Linked DNA regions of Oryctolagus cuniculus: region 2 is linked to region 1. Evidence: chromatin contacts called from public Micro-C data. All regions are on one chromosome and are shown on one strand. The core of a region is the stretch at or near the end of the contact, and the rest is flanking DNA. Distances in the headings are between cores, read along the strand shown. Region 1 holds the start of ZCCHC2 (zinc finger CCHC-type containing 2). Region 2 holds the start of PIGN (phosphatidylinositol glycan anchor biosynthesis class N).

Region 1 (7,709 bases), core at 3,793-6,292:
TACTTGCTTTCATGACAATGTCTCATATAATGTCCCACAATCCAGACTGGTCTTCTTTCCTCAGGATTCAATTTAAATATTTTGGAAACAATACTACAAATAGCGTGTACTTCCAAAGGCATCCATGACATGGGGCAGAATGCAATATTAAACTGTCCCATTATTGGTGACATGGTTAGCACATGTATTCATCTATTTCCCACGGCTGGGTACTTTCTAAAGAAAATTGGTTTGTTTAGTTCACAGTTTTAGAGGACAAGTCCATGGGGCTCTTGGAAAGCCTCAAGGTGAATGCCATGGTAGGACCATGGGTGACAAGAAGCACAGGAGGCTAGAGAGCAACTCCAGGGTCAAGGTCACTTTTTTAGAACAACACTGTTGAGAACTAAACACGGTCCCATGAAAATCAGACCAATTCCTTCCTAGGGCAGAGCCCTCCATGCCCGAATCACTTCCCACTAGGCATTACCACTTAGTAGTTCCACACTGAGGATCAAGCTCCTGCCACATAAACCTCTGGAGGGCACACTTCAGCTGTATCCAAACCACAGGAATTATTCTCACATTCATCCATGTACAAGTGTCTTTTCTCCTTTTGAATTAGAGAGGTGATACTTTGAGAACATGTCACTGTTTGTTTTCCCAACTATTTTTGTGCCCAATGGTAAAAATGCCTGAATCAATTATTACTATTTGGACATTTCAAAATGAAACTTCCCTTCTGCATTTTCTAGCTGGAGTCCCGTTAAAGAAGGGCTGTCCCAGTACCCGCCTCCACGCCTTTTTCTCCTAGAATCCTTATGTACTTGCAGTAGTACTATCTAATCAAACTGTGCCAGATCTGGCCAGTGGGAGGCCCCCCAGGCTGGCTCACGTGACCCACCTGGAAACAACTGGCAAAGAGTATGGGGCTTCCTGACTGGTTTACTGATCAAGATCTACCTGGGGCATTGGCAGAGGTATCCCCCGAGCCACATAGGGTCTGGGTAGGGGGGGAGGCTGGACACTTGAGCAAAATCACCCTTTCTTCATGAAAGCCAAAGGGGAAGAGAAGGTGGGTTGAGGCTGAGTTGACGATCAACAGCTCATCAATAATTTGACTTAACAGTGTCTTTCAAGAAGTACATGAATCCAGTAGATTCCATTCCTGAGAGTGATATGCTGGAAATATCAATGGTTATTTTCCTATCTAGCAAGCTAGCCTTCAGGAAATTCAACTCTACCTCTGCCCAGGGCCCTCCAAGTGAGTGCTGACCTCTAGGGGTGATGGCCCTTGCCTTTTTAAACAGTTGGGTAAGAGACCTGTTTGCAGAAGTCCCGCCCAGAAAGGGTATGAGTTAGGGACCTCTGTCCAGGCAAGTGGCTAACCTTATCCAGTTCAGGAATCTAACACAGCCACCCATGACAGCTTAAATGATCAAAATCACAAGATAAACGTGGTTCAGAGGAAGCTGACTCCGAGTCTCTGACCTCAGAGGCTCATCAGGAAGGGGCATGTAACCCTCACCCATTCAGCTGGAGTGAATCTCAGGGCTGGCAATGCTGGGACACACGTCTTCTCTCTTCTAGCACGAACAAGGACTCCTAACTTCTGGCCTTTGCTTCTGGCTTCTGGGGCATTATTCATTCATTTATTATTAAACAAACATTTATGAACATCTACTGTGTGCCAGATGGGAGAATATGAAATTAACTAAGACACGGTGGCTGACATTGAGATTTTTATATTCTAAAGGGGGAAGCAGACAGGGAGGTATAATGGTAGAGAGAGAAACTTGCCAACGTTCACAAAGACTAACCGAACGAATTCTTGGGATAGCATGGGTTGCGGCCTCAGGATATCACCTGAGGTAGAATCCAATGATCTGAGTATCCCTTTTATGGAGCTGGTATTATCAGTCTGTCCTGAACCATCGAATTATCTGTGGTTTGAGTGAAATTTCTTGCCATAACTCAGTTGCCAAAGAGCAGGCTGCACTAGTCACTGGCTAATGTGGTAATCCAAAGGAAAACTTTAACTTGAAACCAGTGTTCTGGTTATATTTTACATATGTAGACAGTTGTATCAATACCATCTTTCATTAAATAAAATTTCATTTTTAATTAAAACAGTATATTGAATGTGCATTAAATACCATCCAGGGACAAAGATGTTTTTCACACTATCCACACACTCACAATTACCACAGTTTAACCCTTTGAGGCTCGTCTGATTTGATCACACAGGGAATACCTCAATACAGGGGATCTGAAGAAGGCATTCTCAACAGATAGGCTGGAGGAGAATACCTGTCTAGGCAGTCTTAATTGGAATTATGAGGGGCAGCTATTTGGGATCATGGTTAAGATATTGTAAGGACACCTACATCCCAGCTGCTCTCTCAATCTCAGCTTCCTGTGAATGCATGCCTTGGGAAGCACCACATGGGGTCCCTGCCACCCATGTGGAAGACCTGGACTGAGTTCCTGGCTCCTGCATTTGGTCTGACCCGACCCAGCCCAGCTGTTGTGGGCGTTTGGGGGAGTGAACCAGTGGATGGCAGCTCTCTCTCTCTCTCTTGACTCTCAAGAAAAAGTTAATAAAATATAAAAAGGTAAATGACTAAGAAGAAGTATCAGGGCAGTTTTTCTAACACATACACCTCACCCTGGAATTTCCAATGGCCCTTGTCTTAGGCAGAAATGCATCACTCTCACTTTTGATAGGGCGGAAGAAACACTGAAGCCTGGTTAAAGAGCTGCCTCGAAGACAGAAAGTCCTGAAACAACCCACGGAGGGGATAGAGAGCAAACTGCCCAACTGATGAGAACCCGAATCATTAAACCACTGTACATATTATTTATGTGTACAAGTTTTTATTATTGCATTTAAAATTTATTTTTGTTTGAAAGATGGAGAGAGAGAGAGAGATCCTCCCTCTACTGGTTGCTTCCCCAAAAGCCAAAGCCAAGAGCCGAAACCCAGTCTCAAGTGGGTGGCAGGGACCCAACTACTTGAGCAGCCATCTGCTGCCTCCCAGGGTGCACACCGGCAGGAAGCTGGAACCAGGAGCGCAGCTAGGACTTGAGCTCAGGCATTCCAGCATGGCCCGCAGGCCTTTGAACTGGTGTGCCAAGTGCCTGCTGCAATCACTGCATTTTGAATGTTGGCCAAAGTTAAAAGGACAAAAGTCATCATTATTGATTGCAAATCTGCTTTTGATATAAAATTCATGGGTTGAGTATTGTGGAATGTTCATACCAAATGGCTTCTTGTTGCCAAGGAAAATGGGGAAAAAGAAAGAGAGGTAAAGCATTGGCTCCACAAAACAAAGCACCCCTGTGTAGACAGGCGGCTACCTGGACCTGTGCACACCGAGCATGGTAGGTGTGCTTACTGGTTGCCCAAAGTAGTCCACCTAAAGCTTTAGAAATGTAGAAATGGGAAGACCACAGCAAAAGAGTTTAGGGCCGTGGAGGTTGACAGCAGGAAGGGGCAGCATCATGAGTAAGTCTTCCAATGCCTTCTCAATGGTAAATTACACCCAAAGAATACAGGGGAGTGACCAGTCACATGCAACATGGCATTCGTGTATTTTACCAAACCAAAATGTGAACAGAATTCTCCATCTGCCCTTTTTATTGCTGATACGGATTTAGGATTCACTTCAGGTTTTTTTTTTTTTTCCGAATTATAATTCTCTGCGGGCATCAAATTGTGAGATACATAGAAGGTTCAGCACGTGCTGAACACATGTCTGAACACCCTGGGAAAGAGTCCTGTTTTCCTATGCACTCCCACTCTATTACTGTAGGACTTAACTTACATTAATTTTTAAAAACCCACCTTTTCTGTTAACCTTCAAAAAACCCCGCTTTGTTTTAAAAAAAAAAAAATATATATATATATATATATATATATATATATATAAAAGCAACAGTGCAAGAGCCAGACATTTTTTGGGGGGTCTTTAAACAACTTAAAAAAAAAAAGTTTGAAGCCTGTCAAGGTGGTAGCTTATTAAACCTGAAGTAACAGGCAATTTGCAACCGGAACAAGGATTCCAAACGTTCGTTATTTCGCAGAGATGATCCCCCAAAGATGAAGGCGTTAGGGGGGCTTTTCCCGAAACACTCGCGGGTAGTTTTCCAAGAGCGAACCGTTAGGCCGGGACCCGCCGTCCGCGCGTTCTCGCCGCACCTGCGGGCCGCGTGCCCACCTGCGCCCCCACAGCCGCGACCGCTGCCCCGGGCGCGCGCTCCTCCGGGCGACCTTCCGAAGTTTTACCGGGTAGGAGCCGCCTGGCGGACCTCCGGAAGGCCCACCCGCGGCGCGGGACCTGAAGGAGCGCAGCCCGAGGTCAGGGCCCGCACTTCGGCGACGTCGCCGCTCCCCGACACCGTCGCGCAGGCGGCCAGGACGGCGCGGGCCCAGGTGCGGCGGCCCACGCCACGACCGGCAGAGCAGAGGAGGCCAGCAGTCAGAGCCCAGCCGGCGCCCGGCGAAAGGCCACCTCGCCGGCTTCCCGCCTCTCCCCGGGGGCCCGCTCACCTCGCCGCCGCCACCCCACGAGCCCAGCCCGCGCGTCCTCCCAGCTCGTGAGGGAGCCCAGACCTCTAGGACCGCGAGGAAGCCCCACAGAGGGAGGCGGCCGGGCAGCAGTTGGGCGTGGCCTCCCTGCGAGAGGCGGTCCCTGGGGGCGGGGAGGGCTACGTAACCGTCAGCTCCGGGCGCTGATAGGCTGAGGCGCGGTGCGCGGAACCGCCAGCCTCTCCGCCCCGCCGGGCCGCTCCTCCTCCTCCTCTCGCAGCCGCTCGGTCCTCACCGGCTCGTGAGGAAACCGCTCAGGAGCCGCCGCCCCAGCCCGGTGCGGACGACTGAGAGAGGGAGGCGGAAGGAGGACTCGCTCGCTCACTCGCTCTCACCCGCACCCGAGCTCCCGGAGCCGGCGCGGAGCCCAGGGGGAGGAGCCGCCGCGGGCACGCCCCGCCTCCGGCCCGGGAAGACGACGCCAGCGACCCCGCCGGCCGGCCGCCGCCCCCCTCGCCGGCCGAGACCCACCCCCGGCCCCGGCCCCGGCCCTCCCCCGGCGGCATGGAGGGGCCCCGCTCCTGACGGCCGCGCCGCCGCCTCGGCCCCTCCCGCCCGCCCCCGCTCGCATGTCCGCGCCGCCCTAGCCGAGGATGCTGAGGATGAAGCTGCCGCTGAAGCCGACGCACCCAACGGAGCCGCCGCCCGGGGCGGAGGAGCCTGAGGCGGACGCGCGGCCGGGCGCGAAGGCACCGCCGCGCCGCCGCCGCGACTGCCGCCCGCCGCCGCCGCCGCCTGCCGCGGGCCCACCGCGGGGCCCCCCGCCGCCGCCACCGCCGCCGCCGCCACCGCCACCGCCGCCGCCGCCGCCGCCCCGGGGGCTCGGGCCGCCTGTTGCTGGCGGCTCGGCGGTGGCGGGGACGGGCATGCCGGGCGGCGGCGGGGGGCCGGCGGCGGCGCTGCGCGAGCAGGAGCGGGTGTACGAGTGGTTCGGGCTGGTGCTGGGCTCGGCGCAGCGCCTGGAGTTCATGTGCGGGCTGCTGGACCTGTGCAACCCGCTGGAGCTGCGCTTCCTCGGCTCGTGCCTGGAGGACCTGGCGCGCAAGGACTACCACTACCTGCGCGACTCGGAGGCCAAGGCCAACGGCCTCTCGGACCCGGGGCCGCTGGCCGACTTCCGAGAGCCCGCCGTGCGCTCGCGCCTCATCGTCTACCTGGCGCTGCTGGGCTCGGAGAACCGGGAGGCCGCCGGCCGTCTGCACCGCCTGCTGCCCCAAGTGGACTCGGTGCTCAAGAGCCTGCGCACCGCCCGGGGCGAGGGCTCGCGGGGCGGCGCGGAGGACGAGCCCCGCGGGGCGGACGGCGACGGGGAGCAGGACGCCGACAAGGACGGCTCTGGCCCGGAAGGCGGCGGCGGCGCCGAGTCCCGGTCCGGTGGCGGGCTCGGCCTCAGGGCCCAGGAGGAACTGCTGCTGCTCTTTACCATGGCTTCGCTGCACCCGGCTTTCTCCTTCCACCAGCGGGTCACCCTGCGGGAGCACCTGGAGAGACTCCGCACCGCGCTCCGCGGCGGCCCGGACGAGGCGGAGGTGGAGCCGTGCAACTTTGCCGGCTCCAGGACCCAGGTAAGCGCGCTCCGGGCCGGGCGGCGGGCTCGGCCCGGCTTCGGGGCCCTGGACGACCCGTGCTGCTCTTCACCATGGCTTCGCCTCCGCCGCCTTGCTGGTTTCCCCAGCGACTCGTGGTGCGGGCCGTGCCTCGGCGGCCTCGCTCTCGGACGCCCCCGGGCCGAGCTGCAGCCCCGCACAGGTGGCTCGGAATCCCTGGCCCCGGAGTACTCCTCTCGGGTTTGCTGGGCCACCCAGTTCTCCCCCCCCCCCCCCCCCCCGCCCCGGCGGTGCACACACCGCCACCCGCCATCACAGAAGGCTCTAGAAGTCTTCCGGGCCGGAGTTGCCATGGAGGACTGGGGGCTCCCAGCTCGGGGGCCCCTCTCGGAGGAAGGGTCTCGGGACGTGCTGGGCTCTGAGCATCTCTTGGCACCAGGTGCGGACGCCCAGGAGGCTCTGGGCAAGGCGCAGCCTCGCCCCGGCAGAGCCTTGGCCTTGCGGCGCACCGGCTCTGCCTCGCCCTGGTCCCCCACGTGTGCCGAGCCGAGGGGGTCGTGTTCGGAGAACTTGTGCTCCCTGGAGAAATCTGCCGTGCAGACCCGGGAATCGAGTTGAGGGGAGTGGTGAAGCGGGCAGTCTGGGTGAGGAAAGCCCTTCAGGGCGGCCTGGTCGCGCCCTCCTGCGCTGGCTGTGGGGTTTGGTGTATGCCTGCAGATGGGGGTGGGGGTGTCTGTTGGGCCCTGCTGCTGTAGGCAGTGATGCTCTCTCCAAGGGCTTCGGACACCCCGGAACGCGGTAGAATCCAGACGAGCCACTTGTCGCAGACATTAAATAGAGGCGATGAATTTTTATAGTCACGAAAGCAAACGAGTAATAAATGGCCGAGGCCCTGAAGGCCCTTGGGAGGCGACAGCTGAGCGGAGAAGCGGGCAGCCTGTTTGAGCGGGTTCCTTGTCGTGGCCCGGTGGTGTTGAAAGGTGCCGATTCGGATGCCTCGCTTTCCACCTAGGTGATGCCGGGATGCTGCAGTGGGAGAGGGATTCTCCCCTTCCTCGTGCGGCGCCTCTTCGTCTGCAGTACGCGAGAACGGACGTTGAGCCGTGCGTGTCACTAACGGCTGTGTGGGCTCAAAACCCATGGGGTCGGTGTGTTCGGGGGCTGGGATAATACAGACGGAGCCCCTGGGTGCGGGATGACGCGTCAGCGGAGTGAGTGAGGTGTTTGAGGACGTATTTTATCAGACTCAGGTGCAGTCACTGAGGGTTTTCTTGGAGAGATTGAAAGATTTGTCTCAGGGCCCGTTTACTACTGGCATACACACGTGTGTCATGCAGCTAAAAGCCTAGCCTACTCACTAAAACACATCCAAAAAGATACGTGCCGCACACCATTACATTCAGAGGAGAAGCATGGCTGGGGGACAGTGCTTCAGTAGTTTAAGTTTTTCCTTGCAGTGGCGTGTGCCTGGCAAAGCTAGCCTTCGGTTGTAGGGCTGAGGAGTGCCCCACCGTGGCACAGCTTGTGTGGCCCACGCGCACCACTCCTGCAAGCATACCCCACTATTTCCGATTTCTTTCCCTGTAGATTTC
Region 2 (7,709 bases), core at 3,612-6,111, 330 kb before region 1:
TGTATTCATTTGTCTTATTCTCCACTGCCACCCCTCTAGTCTAAGATGTGTATCATCTCTTACCTCTGCTACTGCACATGCACTGACATCTCCCTATGAACCCACTGTGATCCATTTCTTGCCATGTAACTGCAGTATTACGTTTTCTTTTTTCAAAATGTAAATTTGAACATCTCATCCCTTGGATAACACCCTGTAGTGCTAGTTCCCATCCTAATTAAGATTCAAATCCTTAACATGACTAATAAGATCTCGCAGGGACTGGTCTCTGCCTCTTCTAATCTTGCTCACAGCACTCCTTGCTGTATGGTATCTCACCTCGCTAGCCTTTCTCTATTTCTTCAAGTACCCCTGCTCCCCACCACTGGAAGATTCTCCTAGCTACAATTCCTCTACACAGAGTGAGCTTCCAACCTCTCCTTCCAGCCTCTTACCCACTGACTCTAATATGTCCTTTTAAGTCTCACTTCCTCAGGGATTATGAAGGCTAACTCAGAAACCAAAGCCTTTAGTCTGTAATTAAGAAGCTACATATTTGACTATTTGGACTAACAACTGTCTCTGTCATTTCACCCTAATTCCATGACAGCAGGATAGGGCACCTCCAACATCCATCACAGTCCTAAATGCTTAGGGCAGACTCAAAGGTTTGCTGAATAAATTATTAGAACTGCCATTTCAAAGGTAAATGCAATATACACTACAGCCACTAGGGGTTGTCTTGTTTATCTTTTTGTTTCTCCAGAATCAGACCAGTTAAGGTTCACATACTTTAGAAACAAACAAAAGCTTACATCTTTTACGCTTAAGTAATTTAATATACAAAAAAATTGCAGTGATTGCAAAATAACAACATTCACATACTACATATTTTATTATTGCCAAGCACATGTATATTAAACAATGCTATTACTCAATGGTTCTCTTTAAAGATAACCATATTTCATTCATATTTATTTAAAGAAAAAATTTTTGCCATGATTTCATTTGGAAATGCATAACTATCAAAATTTTAAAAGACATATCCATATACCTATAAAAGCTGTCTACCTTATAACTGTGGAATATTTACCACACACACACATTTGATATTACTAAAACTTTATTTTTAAATCTTTTTTTTTTTTTTTTGACAGGCAGAGTGGACAGTGAGAGAGAGAATCAGAGAGAAAGGTCTTCTTTTTGCCGTTGGTTCACCCTCCAATGGCCCGCCACGGCGGGTGCGCTGCAGCCAGCGCACCGTGCTGATCTGAAGGCAGGAGCCAGGTGCTTCTCCTGGTCTCCTATGGGGTGCAGGGCCCAAGCACTTGGGCCATCCTCCACTGCACTCCCGGGCCATAGCAGAGAGCTGGCCTGGAAGAGGGGCAACCGGGACAGAATCCGGCGCCCCGACCGGGACTAGAACCCAGTGTGCCGGCGCGGCAAGGCAGAGGATTGAGCCACAGCGCCCGGCAGAATTTACTAAAACTTTAAATCCAAATTTGTATTAACATTGTTATTTGTGGTTATGTAAATATTATTAAAGCCAGGCTGGCACTGTGGTATAACAGATAAAGACAGTGCATGGGACGGCAGCATCCCATATGGGCAGCTGGTTTGATTCCTGGATGCTCTACTTCCAATCCAGTTCCCTGCTGATGACTTCGGAAAACCAGAGGAGGATGGCCTAAGTGCTTGGGCCCCTGCCACCCAGAGAGATCTGAAAGATACTCCAGCTTCCTGGTTTCAGCCTGGCCCAGACTTGGCCTTTGTGGTCATCTGGGAAGTGAACCAGTGGATGGGAGATTGATCTCTCTCTCTTTCTCTGTCTTTCCCACTCTTGCTTTAACTCTTTCAAATAAATAAATAAAATCTTTTTTTAAAAAATTGAAAGTAAAAATTATTAAACCCAAAAATGATTTCTTAAACACTATAATACCAAAATGTTTGTGGGGAAAACATTTTATATTCTCATTTGTAAGGTACAAACTTCAATGACTATGCTTATTATTCAGATGACACATTAGCTGTAACAGCCTAGATTAATGCAAATCTTCTTAGGTTAGCAAGGAAATTTCCCCAACACTATCAATAATAAATTAAGATAAGTAGAGATCAGCAATTACTATTCTAGTGTGTGTGCTACGTCTTATACATTTTTAATTGATAACCAAACCTCTATGTGCTGTGAAGAGTGGGGGAAAGCACCTGCTGGGAAGACTCGCCAGCTGATTTCTTACAGGCTTACAAGGTCACATAACAAGTTCACAGTTACAGGACAGCAAATAGAAGGAGAAAACTACAGGTTTGTATTTAGATATGTCATCTAAAAATTTGTATGTCTAACTTTTATAAGTCTCTAAGAAAAAATTTTAAATTTATTGTCAATTTGCATACTCAGTCCGAAAATTAGACCTACTCACTTGATTACTTTTCCAGACTTTTCCTATGGCAACAGTTGGTATTTATGTTTAAGAACCTTTCAAGTATTCTCAATATATACTAACATTTCATTAATTATGAATTGCCCATAGGGGTTGGCATTGTGGCATAACAGGTTAAGCCACCACCTGCAATCCTGGCATCCCATATGGACACAAAGTCCTTGCTGCTTCACTTCAGCGCCCTGCTAATGGCCTGGGAAAGCAGCAGCAAATGACCCCCACACCCACGTGGCAGACCCAGATGGAATTCTAGGATCCTGGCTTTGGCCTGGCCCAGCCCTGGCCACTGCTTCACTGGCGGACTGAGTCAGTGGATGGAAGATCTCTCTCTGTCTCTCCCTCTCTCTCTAACTCTGCCTTTCAAACAAATAAATCTTTTTAAAAATTGCCCATAGCAACATTTACTGCATACCACATTATCAGGCATCATGACCAGAATACTCATAATTCTGAATACTTTCACTACCCTCTTCGACAAATGTGTGCTAGTGAGGCTGGGAGCAATCAGGTAGTTTTTCGAGGTCTCATACAACAAATAATTGACAGGGTTGGGATATGAATTGAGGTTCTTGCTGATAAGTGCAATCCTCTTTAGGAATCCTAACTGCAGGAGATTTCTAAGATTCCCCATTATGGAGACAGAAATATTTTATATAAACAATCCCATTTTAATCCTGCCATTACCATTCCATTCACTACTCAATCCTCTGTTCCAGAAATTGGCTTCATTTTTAATCTCCCCAGCAAACTCAATTAAAATAAGGCTTGGTAATTCCTTTTGTTAAGAAATACGTAACAGGATATAGTATTGGCCATTTTGAAACTATTTCCCTAATTTCATTTTCTCTTTTTGAAGTCTTTCTTCAATAATAGCACAGAAAAATATTTGGCATAAGAACATCAGAAGCTAATATTTCATAAAAAATACTTTTAAATTCTTGCTACTATTTTTAAAGAACTTCTAGCAAGAAATAAAACCCCCAAAATCTCATTCAAATGAAATTTAGTTTACTGAGCCTGAGTAAACTGAAATTGAAGGCTACACTTACCTATCGGCATACTTTTACATGTAAACCAATAACCTGACCTAAGATTATATAAGAATGCTCTATTTTAATCTCTCCACAGACCTAAAGGAGATAACTTACTGCTTCAATTTAATATGAGAGTCAGCATTACTTCTGTCTATTTATTTTTGATTATTAGTAGCTACACAGTAAGAAATTTAAAATTTGCAATGCTGGCAATTCATATGTGAAGAAAATAGAAGAGATCAGAAATAACAGTTTAGGGGCTGGCGTTTGTGGTAAAGCCGCGGCTTGGGTGGAGACTCAAGCCCTTCAGTTCTGATCCAGCTCCTGCTAACAGCCTGGGAAGAGCAGAAGACGGGCCAAGTGCTTGGGCCTCTCCACCCACATGCAAGACCAGATGAAGCTCCTGGCTCCTGCTGGGTCCAGCCCTGGCCGTTGCAGCCATATAAGGAGTGAACCAGCAGATGGAAGCTCTCTCTCTTCTCTCAGTAACTCTAATAAATAAATAGATCTTTACCAAAAAAAAAAAAAAAAAAGGTAAACTCTGTCCTTCCAAATTTATTTTATGTGCTAATGTTTGATAAAGGAAATCAAAACCCCTTAAAGCATCCAACTTTTAAAAGCCATGTTCCAAAATCAAAACCTCGGTTCTCGCTTACATGACCGAATGAGACAGACTGCGGGGCATAAAGGAGAGAGAATGGCTTTAGACGTTCACAACCGATGTCAGTTCCTTGGAACATTCATTAGAGGGGTTGACCTGACTCGGTCATTGGCCTCCACAGGCTCAAGCCTACTTCTCTCCCTAAGGGTGGGACAGCATTTGGCAGTTTTGAAGAGCTGCTGTTGGGCCAGTGCTTACGAAGTGCTTACTGCGCACCTGACAGTTGTCCAGGTCGACGGTGTTCACAGATCCAGGCACATTCAGGCCTGAGCACTCCTTACCCGGTGTGGCCTCCGCACCACCCACCCATCCCAGAGGACCAAGCCCGAGCCCCGAAGGCGCTGTCGCCAGGCCTCCCGGGCAAAGCCAAATTCCGAGTCCGGCCCCGAGCACTCGCTACCTGTGCCGAGAAGATGCCCACGGGCAGCAGGCAGCGAGGAAGTGCAGCGCACTAGGGGGCAGCGAGGCGCGGGGCCAGTTTCCACGCCGCCGCGCCTCATCGCACCGCTCCCTGGACTTTACCTGGAGCCTTTCCGGTACAGCCCAGAGCTCAGGAACGAGGCCTCCTCAGCGCCAAGGCAGCACCCAGCGCATTAAACCTCTCAGGCAAGGCTTTCTGCCCCGCGATACGACAGAAAAGACGCTCTCCGTCACCCACCACCGCATTTGTGCTTTAACCATGGAACGCCCCCTACTCCTACCGGGCCGTAGCTGCTCTCGCGATCATTCTAGGGCCAGGCCCCGCCCCCAGGCACTCCAGCCAATCACGGAGGAGTTAGGGGCGGGGTTTTCCTTTTGAGCGAGGAGCGGGTCTTTCAATCTTTGCTCTCTGGCGCTGAGAAGGGGCGGGGCAGAGGCGTGCTGGGGCGGGGCCAAGGCAGGGAGAGAGGCTGGGCACGCGCCAGGTCTCGCGATACTGGAGACCAGGAAGACGCCTGCAGAGCCCGGCTGCTGGTGCAGCGGCGGCTCAGGCAGCTGGTGCTGCTGCATCCGGACCTCTTGCCTGCGAGCCTGAGCCGGATCTCCAAGTGTGGAGGCGGGACGTAGTCAGGCCAGGGCTGTGAAGGTGCGCAGTGCCCGCTGAGGCGTAGAGTGGATTCAGGCTGCGGCCTGTCAGAGTCAGGGAGGCGCCCACAATCCTGACAGGATAAAATGGCGGCGATGGCGCCTGGAGGTAGTGGTAGTGGTGGCGGCGGCGTGAATCCATTCCTCAGCGATTCAGACGAGGACGACGAAGAGGTAGCGGCCACCGAGGAGCGGCGGGCAGGACTTCGGCTAGGAGCCGGGGGTGGCCTGGATCCTGGCTCTGCGGGCTCGCTATCGCCACAGGATCCCGTGGCCTTAGGGAGCAGTGTGCGGCCAGGGCTCCCTGGGGAGGCGGCGGCGGCGGCCCTGGGGGGCTCCGGGGAGACCCCAGCGCGATTGTCAATTGACGCGATCGCCGCTCAGCTGTTGCGCGATCAATACTTGCTGACCGCCCTGGAGCTGCACACGGAGCTGTTAGAGAGCGGCCGCGAGCTGCCGCGGCTGCGCGACTACTTCTCCAACCCAGGCAACTTCGAGAGGCAGAGTGGGACCCCGCCGGGGATGGGGGCGCCGGGTATCCCTGGAGCAGCCGGCCTTGGAAGCGCTGGAGGTCGGGAACCTAGTACCACGTCGGGCGGGGGACAGCTCAGTAAGTGGAAGCAACCTGCCACACTCCGGCAGGATTTAAGGAGTTACTGTGGGGAGAGGGGTGCTTCTGGGCGGGTGTTGTGGGGGTGGTCTTTTGGGGCGGGAGCCAGAGGATCGGCAGTGATTGTTTTTCCGCCTGCCTCCAGTCCTTGGCTGGCGTTGCACTTGCGCCTGGCTCCCTTATCGGTGTCGTTATCTATAAACACAACCAGAGTTCCTTGTCTGCTGGCTGTTACGGGTCTCCAGAAGTCTCCCTCGGAAACTGGCTGATTGCTTCAAGCATTTTGTTTTTCTACAGTCACTACCAGGAAATTGTATCCCTTCAATTGCCCGCAGTAATTCTTTGCTCCCCAGTCAAGAGGGAGAAACGAATAGGAAATGTTTTGCTCTCTCTCTCTCTCTGCAAAGTCAAATGCACTTAAAACCCTTTGTCTTTGGGATGACTTTCTCACTCAAGAACTGGTCTTTGTTGTTTTGTTTTTTGCTGCATAACATTTGTTCTGTTTAAATAAAGTCGGTGTAATTCAGTTGCAATGCCTTGATTTCAGTAGTGTTCAAAATGACAGGAAATTGAAGGAGCAGGACAGACAGGTTCTGCCTGCAGTCATCTTGCCACCACCTTGCAGGGCTTTTTCTCGCAGAAGATAGGAATCTACTTGTTACCTTGATATAATCATTTTTTTAGCAGAATAGAGTAATTATCTACCCCATTCATATACCTATAAGTGTTTTTTAGGGTTTAAAAAGCTAGATCATGTCAAGGATGTACTATAGGATTTCCAGTGTCCCCTTTGGGTAGGCATCTTCGGTTTTCACTTGCTGATGGCTTGAGATGTTTTAGTGTGTTGTAAGAGACCAACTGGATTTACTAACAAATGTTAGTTTCAAAACTGCAGTCTCATTGATTATTTTTGTCTCTACTATTGAATGATGCCGGAGAAATTGCCAAATGTAGGTGTAGATGCAGTGGAAGTGCAAAGGCTGCATCAAGATTAATCCTTTGCACATTTCCCTCTTGGAAGTAGTGTTTTCTCATCATATATAATTTACTCAGTACGTAGGATAATCTTCCTTTTCAGGAAAAGGTTTGCTCATTGCTCACATTAAGAACCATATAATGTGACAAAGAGCAGTGTAGCAAAATTGTTATGTAAGTTTTTTTTTAAAGATTTCTAAATTATCTAATGATTTTCCCTTACAAGCTCTAAGTGCTTCATCAGGGCGCATCGCAAATGTCACCTTGTAAATCCTGTCAGTTGCTTGGTTCTTCCATTGTATTTCTTTGAAACCTCCATCATCACCTTTAGCTCGTTTGTGTTTGATTTGTTGACAATTATTTGTCTCCATAGTTCTTGAGTAACTGTATCCCTCACATTTTGCTCAGCTCTAGCCTGCCATTGAACAAACTGAATGAATTATGCTCCTATCTGCTGTGTTTTTTTTTTTTTAAGATTTATTTATTTATTTATTTGAAAGTCAGAGTTAAACAGAGAGAGGAGAGGTCTTCCATCCACTGGTTCACTCCCCATTGTCCGCAATAGCCAGAACTGCACCCATCCCAAGCCAGGAGCTTCTTCCGTTCTCCCAGCTGGTGCCAGGGCTCAAGGACTTGGGCCATCTTCCACTGCTTTCCCAGGCCAAAGCAGAGAGGTGGATCGGAAGAGGAACAGCCGGGACTAGAACTGGTGCCCATATGGGATGCCAGCACTACAGGCCAGAGCATTAACCCGCTGAGCCACAGCACTGGCCCCTATGTTTTTTGTTTTTTAAGATTTATTTATTTATTTGAAAGTCAGAGTTACAGAGAGAGGGAGAGACAGAGAGAGAGATCTTCCATCCGCTGGTTCACTCCCTAGATGTGAACACAACAGCCAGGGCTGGGCCAGGCTGAAGCCAGGAGCTACAAGCTTCTTTCGG

The links. Hi-C and Micro-C count contacts between places; a contact is called where the count stands out from the background.
Region 2: a Micro-C map of ear pinna shows a contact between it and region 1, with 7 times the contacts expected there. The contact joins the promoter of PIGN here to the promoter of ZCCHC2 in region 1. A contact is called at or near these places in 2 of 6 Hi-C or Micro-C datasets (ear pinna and an unstated tissue).

What each region holds. Positions count from the first base shown.
Region 1 is chr10:16,050,920-16,058,628 of mOryCun1.1, reverse strand. ZCCHC2 (zinc finger CCHC-type containing 2) reads left to right here and starts at 5,042. Exons shown (of 11, transcript XM_070050075.1): 1 at 5,042-6,135. The coding sequence starts at 5,164.
Region 2 is chr10:16,383,374-16,391,082 of mOryCun1.1, reverse strand. PIGN (phosphatidylinositol glycan anchor biosynthesis class N) reads right to left here and starts at 4,861. Exons shown (of 29, transcript XM_002713621.5): 1 at 4,641-4,861. RELCH (RAB11 binding and LisH domain, coiled-coil and HEAT repeat containing) reads left to right here and starts at 5,031. Exons shown (of 30, transcript XR_011379301.1): 1 at 5,031-5,793.